Regions from separate parts of the Mus musculus genome. Here regions 1 and 3 are each linked to region 2. A link is a contact called in public ChIA-PET and HiChIP or PLAC-seq data. All regions are on one chromosome and are shown on one strand. The core of a region is the stretch at or near the end of the contact, and the rest is flanking DNA. Distances in the headings are between cores, read along the strand shown.

Region 1 (4,313 bases), core at 1,599-4,098, 800 kb before region 2:
TGCAGAGAGCTCAGGATTGGGGCTTTGGCGAGTCCTTACCTTTGCTGGAGTTACCTTTTTCTGTGACCGAGATGCTTTTGGGTCACCCCCCCCCGTTCCTCCTAAGTGACCCCTCTATCTTATAGATTCCACAGAAATCCCATTGGTTCACCAGGTTGGACTCTGGAGAGATTGATCATTGCTTTAGTACATCACGGGCTCCCATTCTAGGCTGCATAGATGTGCGTGTTGTCTTTCCGCAGGAAAAGATCGTTACCCAACAGTCCACTGTGTCATTTCTTAGAGTCGCGGGTCTTCATCTGCAGTCTCTCCCCTTGGTTCGGATGCTGCTGTCCTGGCTGGTTTTCTGCTAACCTCATATAAGCTAGAGCCATCTGAGAGGAGGGAACCTCAATAGAGAAAATTGCTCTGTAAGATAAGACGGTAGGCAAGCCTGTAGAGTATTTTCTTATTTAGTGATTGATGGGGGAGGGCCCAACCCTTTGTGGGTGGAGCCATCCCTGGGCTGGCGATCCTGGGTTCTATAAGAAAGCAAGCTGAGCAAGCCATAGTGAGCAAGCCAATAAGTAGCACCCCTCCATGGCCTCTGCACCAGCTCCTGCCTCCAGGTTCCTGCACTGTTGGAGTTCCTGTCCTGAACCTCTTTGATGATGAACTTTAATACGGAAGCGTAAGCTGAATAAACCCTTTCCTCCCCGGTGTGCTTTTTGGCCACTGTGTTTCATCACAGCACTAGAAAGCCTAACTAGAACACTGTCATGGGCTGATTCATTTCCCTTGTCACAGTTGTACATTCATACCAAACCCCTTAGGCCCCATATCTAGGGGTAAGGCCTATAAGTAGGCAACTCAGTTAAAATGAGGTACCTGGAGGTGGGTCCTAGCTAGTGTCCCTTGGTGTTCTTAGGAGAAAGGATAGTGCACCGGTGTGTACAGTATGAAGGCCATGTGAAGACCAAGTGACCGAGACAGCAACCCAAAAGCTAGAAGGGACCTCTGGAGAGACACAACCTCTCCCGTGCCACCTTCATCTTGGACTTTGAGCTTCCAGAACTGTGAGGAAGTAAGTTTGTGGTCAGTTGCTCTGTCTGCAGTTTGCATGCCAGCCCTAGCTGACTGATGCCAAGGGGAAGTGCAAAGCATACTGGGCAGTACCTGGCTCATAACAGAGCCCAGTAACTGAGGGGTATATTTGCCCATAGTACACAATCCGACCTGGCAAGAACATCCAAGGAAGGGTTGGGAAGGTACCTCAGTTAGCAAAGTGGGACCTGCGCTTGAGTCTCCTCCAGAACTAACTCTAGAACAGAACAGAACAGAACAGAACAGAACAGAACACAGAACAGAACAGAGAACAGAGAACAGAGAACAGAGAACAGAGAACAGAGAACAGAGAACAGAGAACAGAGAACAGAGAACAGAACAGAACAGAACAGAACACAGAACACAGAACACAGAACAGAACACAGAACAGAACACAGAACAGAACAGAACACAGAACAGAACAGAACAGAGAACAGAGAACAGAGAACAGAGAACAGAGAACAGAGAACAGAACAGAACACAGAACAGAACACAGAACAGAACACAGAACAGAACACAGAACAGAACAGAACAGAACACAGAACAGAACAGAACAGAACAGAACACAGAACAGAGAACAGAACAGAACAGAACACAGAACAGAACAGAACAGAACACAGAACAGAACAGAACAGAATACAGAACAGAACAGAACAGAACAGAATACAGAACAGAACAGAACAGAATACAGAACAGAACAGAACAGAATACAGAACACAGAACACAGAACACAGAACACAGAACACAGAACACAGAACACAGAACACAGAACAGAACACAGAACAGAACACAGAACAGAACAGAACAGAACAGAACAGAGAACAGAGAACAGAACACAAAACAGAACAGAACGGAACACAGAACACAGAACACTGAGCAGAACAGAACAGAACACAAAACAGAGAACAGAACAGAACAGAACAGAACAGAACAGGAGACCAGACCAGACCAGACCAGACCAGAGACCTGGTGTGCTGCTGTATGGGGATGATCTCAGTGTTGGGGAGGCAGAGACAGCCTGTGGATTCCCCAGGGCATTGGCCAGACAGCCTAGCTTACTTGGCAAGTTCCAAGCCTGTGAGAGACTCTGCCTCAAAAGAAAATCCCAAAATAGATGGTGCCTGAGAAATGACACCAAGGTTGTCCTCTTGTCTCTGCATAGACACCTACACATCTACACACACAACCAACCAATACACACACACACACACACACACACACACACACACACACACACACACACACACAATTTAAGAATAACTGAAGAGCTGTTATTAGACACTCAAGCCAAGAGGATGCCATGGCTTTATGTCTGGGTCAGGCTACCCCTTCCACTGTGTGCCTGCTCTGCTGTCTGGCAGTCTCCCTTTCCAGGAAGACTGGACTGTACCCTGGTGCTAAAATGTAATCCCCTGAGTTTTCCTTGAGTACGGATTGGCTTTTCTTCTGGCAAGTGCTGTCATCAGGCATTAATCTGACGGAAGTTGTGTGGAACGCTAGCACTCAGGTGGGTGGAGACTCTATGGGAGTGACTTTTAACAAAACAGAAATATGGAGCCTGAGCATGGGATTTCCGGGTGACCAGAGATGAGGAACCACAGCCAGGTGAGGTAGGATGCAGATGCAGGTTGGCAGGGAGGTGTCTGTGAGCAGCTTTGCTCCCACCGCCCCTGGGCCTGTGGTTGCCCCCCTCCCCAGGCCTGTGGTTGCTTGCACCCCATTCTCTCTGTACCCTTGTGTTCTCAGACTTAGTTTCTTGTGGTTTCTGAGCTTGTCATCTCGTCCCCAGGAAGCCGTGGCTTCCCCGAGAACAGGGTTGTTGTAGTGTCTCTGTCTGTCTCCCATGGGGTGTTGAGCCGTTTAGACAGCTGAGTTCTTGAATCTAGCTCTTAATATGCATAAAGAACTATATATCGCTTATTAATGTATTTGTTTACATTATATTTCAGTTTATTCACATAAGTATGTTAATCTATATTTAAATGGTTCTATATCGTCATTTAAAGATTCCTGAATAGACTTGCCTGTGCAAGTGTATGCTACATGTTTGCTGACTTAGCCATTTCCCCATCATCTCCTTATCTGGACCCTTAACCTCCCCCATGTGACATTCATTTTGTCTTAAAACTCTGAGGATGCCTGGGACCTCTTCCACAGGATAGAACTTTTAAGTGCATCAAGAGTAAAATTCATACGATTAGACAATTCTAATGAGATACAACTCTCAAACCAATTTCAACGAGACACACCGATAATGAGAAACAGCTATAAAAATGTTTCAGACGACTCTTCCTTGTTCATTTGTGCGATTGTAATGTCCTATTTCTTTATTAATTCATTAAGTATCATGAGCAGTGGGACAAACGCTTCTGTCATTTCAGTCTTGAGTGAAGGTGGAGATATCAAAAGTTATGCGGGGATGTTTGCTGACACCTAGGAAGGATGGCTGAAGTTATCCCTACAGCTTTTAGGATCAGAGCTTGGGCCCTAACAAGCCAGGCTCAGCCACCCAACCTCAGTAGACATTTATACAGCAATAATGAAAAGCGACAATGAAAAGCGACAAAGGAAACTCGTCCAGTCTAGTCACATTAGGAAGAGGCACAGCAACCCTCTCCAAGTCCATCTTCAGGGTTCTGGCATGAGGCTCAGGTTTGAATAGAAGGTTCAAGGTCTACATAACTCAGCAGCTTTGGTCAAGGTGTGATCCTGCCCATCACTGCTTGGAGTCCAGCCTCTTCTGCAAGATGGTCTGACAGGTTCTCAGAACTGTGTGGAATCTCTTCCGGAGACACAAGCTCCCGCTCTGGCTGGCTCCAGGACTTCCGACTTTTCTTATGCATCTGCAAGTTTGCTGAAGTCCAGAATCTCACTCCCTACCCTAGGCCTGGGGGTTAGAATCTGTCTTATAGGAACACCTGTGGGTGATGTGGATGTGGATATGACTGGGCTGTGCAGGCAGGTGCTCGTTTGAACCGCTCCAGCAAGGAGCTGTGCATTTGAACAGTACGGAAAGATCTGCTGACTCAGAGACTACCTGGGGTATGACTCCCCTTATTATTACTGTGTTTGTTTATTTTATTTTATTTATTTTTTTTGCACAGCCTCTCACTGGGTGGAGCTTGCTAAGTAGGTTAGGCTGCCTGGCCCTGGAGCTCCAGGAATCTGCCTCAGTGCTGGAAATGGGATTGCAATTATATCCCAATCTTGCCTGGCAGTTTTTATTTGAG
Region 2 (4,538 bases), core at 923-3,422:
TAGGTAAAGTCTGGTGAGTATGGAAGCCTACCCATAATTCCAGCACACAGGAGGCAGAGATAAGGGTTCGCCTGGAACAAAGCAGCTGTCTAGACTACGAGAACTCTAGGTTCAGAAAGAGCTCGTGCCTCAATACATGAGGTGGAGTCTCATCAAGGAAAACACCCAGTGTCAACCTCTGACTTCATATATATAACACTTTCATATATATGCATGCAAACACAAACATACAAACACATCACACATATATGCACCACACACGCACACGCACACGCACACGCATGCGCACAAGCAAAGAAAACTTGATTAAAGGGGATGGGGGGGGGAGAGAGGCTAGAAAGATGACTCAGCAGTTAGGGGAACCTGCTGCTCTTGCAAAAAAAAAAAAAAAAACCCACCAAGGTTGGCTTCCTAGCATCCACGTGGTCTCTCATAGTCACCCGTAACTTTAGCTTCAGGAGATCCCACACCCTCTGCTAAGGACACCAGGTGTGTACAGTGTACACACATATAACTAGTCAAAATACCCATACACATTTTAAAAAACAATCTAAGAGAATATGGTGCCAAGAATTACAGATTTCCCTATGTGCATGCTGCAGAGCTGTGTGTGTGCATGCATCTGTGTATGTATGTATGTATGTATGTATGTATGTATGTGTGTGTGTGAGCATGTGTGCTTGTGTGTACATGCGTGTATGTGCTGCAGAGCTGTGTGTGTGTGTGCACGTGCACATGTGTATGTGTGAGCATGTGTGCATGTGTATACACGCATGTGTGTGCTGCAGAGCTTTATGAAGATCAGAAGACAACTTGCAGAAGGCTGTTCTCTTACCACGTGAGTCCCAGAAGTGGTGCGCCAGTTGACAGGCTTGGTGGTGTTCGGGTTCCCTCAAACCTTGACCTTTTACACTTTGAAAATCTTCTTTCCCATGAAATCCCAGGATCCTCCACAGAAAGCTCACTCCTCCCCTTCCCATCAGCCTTCCCATGTCTGCCAGTGCCTGCAAATCTCAGTGCTAGTCAATAGCTATGATTCACAGTGCTGCCAAGCACAAGGGCATTTATCAGTCTGCAGAGTTAATCAGTGCTATTCGATCCTTCGCTTAGGGAGCAAAGTTAGAGTTAGAAAACCTAGAGGGAACCAGGAGGTCTCAGGAGCAGCTGGATCTAGAAACAAACGGAGGTGAGCACAGGAGTTCAGGCTCCTGGTGCTCTGCGCTTTCTCGGGAGCTGCCTTATTTCAGAGAGCATCTTCCTGACATGCAGGCACAGATGGGCTCCTGGCTCAGAGAGCGCGAGGCTGCAGGGGGTAGGCAGTGAGAGCTGCGGAATATTAATTGGATAAGGACACGTAGAATCAATACTGATATAAGAAAGTAAATAGAACTTTGATTTATGCAATTATTATTTTTTCAGAATCTATTTGCAGCCTAATTGCCTGTGACACTAAGGCTGGAATACAAAGTACCAGCCCCACATCTGTGACCTTTGCATTGAGTGCTGTTGTCGTCACTGTTGTCTTCCTCTCCTCCTTCTCCTTCTTCTTCTCTCTCTCCCCGCTTCTCCCTATCCCTTGTATGTGTAATAAACTTTCTCATTCTGTGTAAAAATTCTCCCAACACCATGTGTGCCCTGTAACCCAGCTCAGACGGTCAGGTTTGGCAGCAAGTGGTTTACCCTTTGAGCTATCTCCCTACTTTTGATGACTCTAGTTTGAGCTGTACATCTGGCTCACCCCACTGGGAATCAGCATGTAAGAGGGGCAGCCATCAGAGTCCCTTGTCTTTGTGTGTCCTGACTTGATCAGCTCATTGGCTGACTACATGTAAAATGGAGTCAAGTGTTTATGCTCTGTGTTATTGGGGACATGGTACAATGTACTTGTATTCCTGATAAAGTGCCAAACTACAGCTGAGTTGAAATGACTACTCCTTCTTCCTCCCTCTCTCCCCCTTCTTTCTTCTTTCCGTCCCTTGTTCATAACCTCTCTTTCCCTTCCTTCCTCTGGGTGACTTTTCTTTGATTCTATGTCCCTCAGACATCCTCACTGGCTCCGCATCCTTCCCAGTTCCCATTTTTGAACTATGCCCGCTTTGAGTGTCTGCAGAGTGGCTTCTGCAGTCGCTGTTCTAGGGGCTGTCCGGAGCTTTCCTTCGTGCAAACCACAGCAGCTGCAGTTGGTGACGCAGACACACAGGAAGCCACGCTGCCACTTCCTCTGCTCCCTTTCCTCTTTGTCTCCATTCTCTGACGATTCTTGCAACTTTTTTACAGGAAATGCAACCAGGAAAACAGACTGAATATAAAAAAGTATTTCCAGCAAAAGGTCTCACCTCCAAAAACCATAAAGTTTGAGGCGGCCTTAGAGACCATGTTAGCAAGCCAATTAGTTTGAAACTGAAGGAGAAAGAATGTGAAAGAAGAAAAATAATCTCAGTTGGTATTTCCTCTGTATCTTCCTTCAATTCATTGTTACCTTTTTTTTTTTTTTTTTCTTTTTAGCTTTTTGAGACAGGGTTTCTCTGTATAGCCCTAGCTGTCCTGGAACTCACTTTGTAGACCAGGCTGGCCTCCAACTCAGAAATCTGCCTGCCTCTGCCTCCCAAGTGCTGGGTTTAAGGGCGTGCACCACCACCGCCCGGCCATTGTTACCTTTTGATGTAAATACTGTTACTCAGTATGGGAGGTTCGGAGACCGAGGGCCAGCGATGTCATCATCCTGTGCCATGTGCCAGTGCTCACTCAGAAGCCATGCTCGACCTACTGCTACAGTGAGGTTTCTTTCCTTGTAATAAGAGAGCTGGGTAGAGGCAACCCAGCACTCCCACTAGAGAAGGCTTCTGAGGAAGAGCTTTAGGAATTGGAATGAAATCTGAGATTGCATGGAGGAGTTAACTCCCAGGTAATAGGCTGGATTCTCCTTTACGCAGGCTTTCCTCTTTAATGGTCTGATTTGGTGAAATGAACTCCACATATGATTAAGGAACACTACTTTGTCTACCTTCCTCTTCAAAATACAAAACAGAGACGAAACCTTTTGCAAGGGGCCCAGTGAGATGCTGGCAACCAGGACAATGCAAGATGCCTTCTAATGGAAAAATGGGAAAGCCCTTCTGCATTCTGAGGTGTGTGTTACTTCTCATGGTTATGTCTCTGTTTCTCTTTCTTCCTTTCTTCCTTTCTTCCTTTCTTCCTTTCTTCCTTTCTTCCTTCCTTTCTTTCTTTCTTTCTTTCTTTCTTTCTTTCTTTCTTTCTTTCTTTCTTTCTTTCTTTCTTCCTTCCTTCCTTCCTTCCTTCCTTCCTTCCTTCCTTCCTTCCTTCCTTCCTTTCTTTCTTTCTTTCTTTCTTTCTTTCTTTCTTTCTTTCTTTCTTTCTTTCTTTCTTTCTCTTTCTTATTTCCTTATGAGGGAAGCGTGTCACATGTTCCAGGCCAGGGAGCAGGAAGCTGCCCACCTTCTCAGGTGTGTACCCTGAGTTTCTGGGGACTTGGACCTGCTCTACCTACCAAGCTTCCTGGCATGGTCCACCATCCCACACTCTCTCCTCTCCTCCTCCTCCATTCCCTCCTCCCTGTCCTCTCTCTCCTCCTTCCTTCTCTCCTCCCTGTCCTCTCTTCTCTACTACTTCCTTCTCCCTGTCCTCTCTCCTCTCCTCCTCATCCATTCCCTTCTCCCTGTCCTTTCTCCCACTTCCTCCTCTCCGGCTCCTCCCATCCCTTTGAAAGCTCACTCTGCCCTCCAGAATCTCACACCTTTCTATCAACAGTTTTCTGCATTCTCCTGTATCTCAGTATTTTCCCTTTGAATCTACTTTTCAACTTCTTCCTGTTTCCAGTTACAGTTTCCTTTTACAGACCTGTTACTAGGCACTCCTGGACCTTTCCATCAGTGAGATCTCCTCCTTACCTTGCTAACATCACCATCCCCACCACCGTGCTGGGAGAAAACAGCACCTCTGTTAAGGATTTTGAAACACACTTTCAAAGGCTAAGGTTCACGCTACTCATTGTAAAAGGTATTAAAAGAGACTTTTGAGAAACTGGCTTGGTAGCTTCTTAGGAGTTTGGATTTTGGAGTCAGCTTGTTTTGAATACAAATGTAGGCTTTTTGCTTTCAGTCATGAGTTCTCTAATTGTTGAATTGCCTTGGTTGATCTTCAGTTTCCTCCTCAGTGGATAAGGAAGACATAAGAGGAATCACAGAAAGAAATGAACAGCACGGTGGGGAGAAAATACTTGGAGAATTGACTGAAGAACACAGGGCACCACCCCACCCATGCACAAACCTCTCACACCAAATTAATTCATCTTAAAATACATTTACTTATTATTTTTATGTGTATGAGCATTTGCCTGAATATGTTTTTGTGCACCATGTACATGCCTGGTGCCCAAGGATGCCAGAAGAAGGAATCAGATCATCAGGAACTGACATTGTAGTTGTGAGCTACCGTGTGGGTGCTGGGGACCAGACTCAGTGTACTTAACCACTGAGCATCTCTCCATGTTCTGAATAGTTCTTTTAAAGTGATAACAA
Region 3 (4,350 bases), core at 606-3,105, 880 kb before region 2:
TCTTCCTGCATTGGCTCAGCAAATGGAATCTAATCTCGAAGTCCCTGAGCTGTGTTCTGAGGCCCCTGATGACTTAAACTCTGATGGTGTGAGAAATTAATCAATTCCTGCCCTCGAGGTTTTTCCGTTGCTGCCACCAGACCACAGGGCCTTCTAATTGACACGTAGCCATGGGATGCCGGGGCACAAGGGCATCGCCAGTGGGAGTGTGTGAGTATTAGAGCCACCTTAAGAGGCCAGACTGGGTTGCTGGCATGGGCATATTTGCTCTTTTAGGAAAGGTGTTCTCTCTCTCTCTCTCTCTCTCTCTCTCTCTCTCTCTCTCTCTCTCTCTCTCTCTCTCTCTCTCTCCTCTGTGTGTGTGTGTGTGTGTGAGAGAGAGAGAGAGAGAGAGAGAGAGAGAGAGAGAGAGAGAGAGAGCACACACATGTGTGTGCATGCATGTATACATGTGTGTTCAGGGATATGTGTATGTATGTATACATGTGGAGTCCAGAGGTCAGGCCTGGAAACATCTATCTTGTTTTTTGAGACAGGTTCTCCCACTAGTACCTAGGACTTATCAGTTCTGGTCTGGCTGGCCAGAGAGCCCTGGCAGTTTCTGTTTCTCCCTCCTCCTCCTCCTCCTCCTCCTCCTCCTCCTCCTCCTCCTCCTCCTCCTCCTCCTCCTCCTCCTCCTCTTTCTCCTCTTCCTCAGTTCTGTGATCACAAAAGAGCTCTCTCTGTGGGCTCTGGGGATCACACTTAGATCCTTAGGCTTCTGCAGCAAGGACTTTACCAATGGGGCCATCTCCCTGGTACTAGCAAAAGGTGCTCTTAGTGATGATCTTAGGTTAGAATTCCATAAGCAGAGGCTACAATTGGGGTACACGGGACCACTGAAGGGAAGGTCTAGTCTTCTGGAAGTGCTTTGAGCTGCTGAGGGAGGCAGGACTGAGAGGGCTGCAGAGCAAGGCTGTCCAGGTTAGCACAGCTCTGGCTGGCCACAGATGATCTCACTGAGTGACCTCACCTTGAGGCTAGGTACTGGGCTCTTCAAGGTTTTAGATCTATTTCATCCTTTATTGTTGATATTCTCCTCTTTGATTGCATACACGTCTAAATATTTCTTTGGGCAAGTAAGTCTTCAGCCAAGTCGTACTACTTCCTGGCAAGATTGCCATGAGCTTCAGCATTTAGAACCCGAGGAACCGTTGGCTTTGGTCATCTTGGTAGAATTAAGAAGTACCCAGGGCGTGAATGGCGCCCCTTTGAGTTGAGTGTGCCTGCTCGGGTGTTTCCAGAGAGGAGTGACTGAAGGGAGAAGACAGACTGAATGTGGACAGCACCACCCGTGGGGCTGTGGTTCTAGACTAAGTGAAAAGGAGAAAGACAGTTGAGGACCAGCAGTCATCTCTGTCCTCCCAGACTCGGTGGGCATAGCCAGCCAAAACCAAGGTCTACTGCAAGGTACCTGTTGGGTGCAAGCATCCTTAAGAGTGCCAACAGGAGTAGATTCTCGAAGTGTACATGGCTTTTCTGTTCCACGTCAGTGGCAAGTGTGTACCGTCTAATTGACAGATGGAAGCCCAGGGCAGTGACAAAGCCAAGAGCGTCAAGTAGGAAGGGTTAGGAAACAGTTGCTCCTGCTGGAACCAGAATCTGTTTGGTTACAAAACCAGCAGGGCCAGTTAATACTGGCTTAAACAAATATGGTCTCATGGTTCCCACGTGGTCCTACTGGAAACAAACCACCATGCCATCCTTAGCATGCTGGCTCCATCCTCAGTACGCCTGTCATGGTCTCCTAACAGCCGCTGCATCTTGGCCTCTTATGTGTCATAGGCAGGAAGAAGGAGAGATAAAAGGAGCTGTACACAAGCAGCTCTCAAAGATGCCTTCAGACATGACTATGCCAGCACGTGCCTGCCCCCATCCGTGGAGAGGCTGGGGAATGCACCCTATGGCTTTTACAGCATCAACAATAGAGACAATAGGGATAAGAGAATAAGGCTGGGGGTTGGGCTGGCTTTCTTGTAGCATGTGCTAGAGAAATTTTAGTTTATCTTTGTGATGTTTTGTTTTGAGACAAGGTCTCACATAGCCCAGGTTGGCCTCTAACTTGCTATGTAGCAGAGGCTTGCCTTGAATTTCTGATCTTCCTGCCTCCATCTGCCAAGTGCTAAGATTACAGATGTGTGTCACCAGATGTGCGCCACCGCACCAGGCTGGAGCCGTTACTTTTCAACGTTATTTTCTGAGCAGGTAGTTTTCAGTGACTAAGGGTAGACTGCATACTATTTTGCATACAGAGAATCAGGGCAAGCTAAGGTTGAAGCTGCTTGCCCTCCAGCAAAGGGAGCAGTCCAGGGAGTTAACATCTATTCAGTATGACAGAAGCCATTAGGAAGAGATGGCATTCCCAGGCAGTTCCATCTAACAGAATGCATAAGATAGAGTTGGCCAATTGAGCAGAGGAAAGGTGGTTGGCTGAGACCACTTTGAAGACGAGACATCCATCTTTTATGTGCTCGTGGGTGATTCCTTCCTTTGAAACTCTGGGGAGTGGGGAGGTGGTTAGGGACGGGGATCTGGAGTGCTTTGTGGAACATTTAGGAGGATCTGTCCAGTGTAGAGGTGGACAGTGATGGTTGAGACAGAGTCATACTCTGTGCACCGAGCAGCAACCACTTCCTGTGGGTGAGTGACCCTAATTCCCACAGCACAGCATGTGCTCATGATAATCACCATCATGGTGTAGAAAAGAATTTGAAGCTGACAAAGTCTAAACCTAACTGTCTAACTAAGGTCTCAAAGCCAGACATGGAGGCATTGGATTTGAGCCCGATGTCTGACTGTGGACTTTTCTCCTAACTGATTATTCATTCCACAAAGACCTTAATGAACTTCTCTCATACGCTGGGCACCGCTCGAGGTGTGGGATGCGCAGTGCTAAAGGAAACATAATTCTCACCCTTGTGAAGCTTCCATCTTATTATAAATAAAGCCATGATGCACATAATAAATAAGCTTAACATAGGAAAACAACTGCTTTGTACATCTGGTAACTGTTTTGTAAACTGACGGTGATCTTGAATTCCTGATCCTCCTGCTTCAACTTTCCCGAGAGTACAGTTGGGAGCCATGATGGCTCTCAGTTCTGGGAAGCCATCACACCTGGCTCTGAATGCTTGGGCTTCTTTTTTTTCTTCTGTTTTTATTTATGTGTGTTTATGTATGTGTATGTGGGGAGGGTACATGTGTAAATGTGTGTGTGTGTGTACGTGTGTTTACATGGTTGATGTCAGACTCATCCTTCTTTATCTTATTCATCAAAGCAGGGTCTGGTCTCTATTGCAGTCAGAGCTCTCTGATGTGGCCAGTCTCCCTCGCCATCTTGCCCTGGGGATGCCCTCGTGCCTCCGGAGGCTGAAATTATAGGAGGATGGCATGCCCACTCGGCATGGGTTCTGGGACTCAGACGTCAGCTCCTCAGGCTTGTGGGCAATATAACCACTGAGCCATCTCCTCGACCCTGCTGGGGACGGTGGTCTTTAAAGCAGTAGTCTGGGAAGACTTTGGGTTCATTGGACGACTTTGATGTCGGGGAGGATCTATTTTCATTTCCGAGGATGAGAACCCAGGCCATGGCTGCGGATAGAGCCTTGGCTTCTGACCTTTTATTATGAAGCTGTACTATATTGTCATTTGATCTTATAACTTCCTGTGATCTATATTGGGCAGCATGGCAGGGCTTGAAATGAGAAAGTAAATCTAGCGAGGAGGGGACTTTTGGTCTAGATGAAGGGATTTAGAGTAATGTCCTTATAGATTTCAAAGCCTTTTTTTTTCTTCTATACTTACATTGTCCCCAGTGGTCCCAGTGCACTATATAAAGGCACAGTGTTTGATGTTGCAAGAGAAAGGGTGTTTTGAATATTTAAGAGCAGGATGTGTCTTATGTCCTTTCCTTTTTAAGTTTATTTTATTTTTTAAAGTGTGTGTGTGTATGTGAGAGAGAGAGAGAGAGAGAGAGAGAGAGAGAGAGAGAGATAGTTTGGGGCACCTAACCAAAGGTAGGGTTTGGTCTCTATCAGAGACCAGAAAAGGACATCAGATCCCATGGAAGCTGGACCTACAGACAGTTGTGAGTGCCCCAGTGTGGGTGCTGGGAGCTGAAGTCTGGTCCTCTGGGAGAGCAGTGTGTGCCTAACCACTGAGCCAACTCTCCAGCCTAAACTTAGATCACACACCCATGGGAGAGATGAGATAGGCTGGGAAATTGGTTCAAAAATGAAAAATTTGTTGTACAGAACACACTGAAAGTTTCTAGAGCAGACCACAAGGAAAAATTGAACGTATGATAAAATT

Evidence for each region. ChIA-PET counts read pairs in DNA pulled down with a chosen protein or histone mark. HiChIP or PLAC-seq counts read pairs in DNA pulled down with a chosen protein or histone mark.
Region 1: a contact with region 2 is called in an RNA polymerase II ChIA-PET map of memory CD8 T cells, with 5 read pairs. The contact joins two enhancer-like sites.
Region 3: a contact with region 2 is called in an H3K27ac HiChIP or PLAC-seq map of regulatory T cell precursor, with 6 times the contacts expected there. The contact joins two enhancer-like sites.

The regions. Positions count from the first base shown.
Region 1 is chr9:115,558,618-115,562,930 of GRCm38.p6, forward strand. No RefSeq gene overlaps it. Among named protein-coding and RNA genes, the nearest start is that of Gm39448, 98 kb to the right of the region's middle. Within about 2 kb of position 2,849, at least 37 of the 459 cell types and tissues checked have an H3K27ac peak or open chromatin away from gene starts, as enhancers often do. A contact at or near this core is called in memory CD8 T cells, where this site is marked.
Region 2 is chr9:116,364,204-116,368,741 of GRCm38.p6, forward strand. No RefSeq gene overlaps it. Among named protein-coding and RNA genes, the nearest start is that of Gm31559, 26 kb to the right of the region's middle. Within about 2 kb of position 2,173, at least 116 of the 459 cell types and tissues checked have an H3K27ac peak or open chromatin away from gene starts, as enhancers often do. A contact at or near this core is called in memory CD8 T cells and regulatory T cell precursor, where this site is marked.
Region 3 is chr9:115,479,521-115,483,870 of GRCm38.p6, forward strand. The region is part of intron 2 of Gm39447 (a long non-coding RNA gene); the gene reads left to right. Among named protein-coding and RNA genes, the nearest start is that of Gm39447, 31 kb to the left of the region's middle. Within about 2 kb of position 1,856, at least 9 of the 459 cell types and tissues checked have an H3K27ac peak or open chromatin away from gene starts, as enhancers often do. A contact at or near this core is called in regulatory T cell precursor, where this site is marked.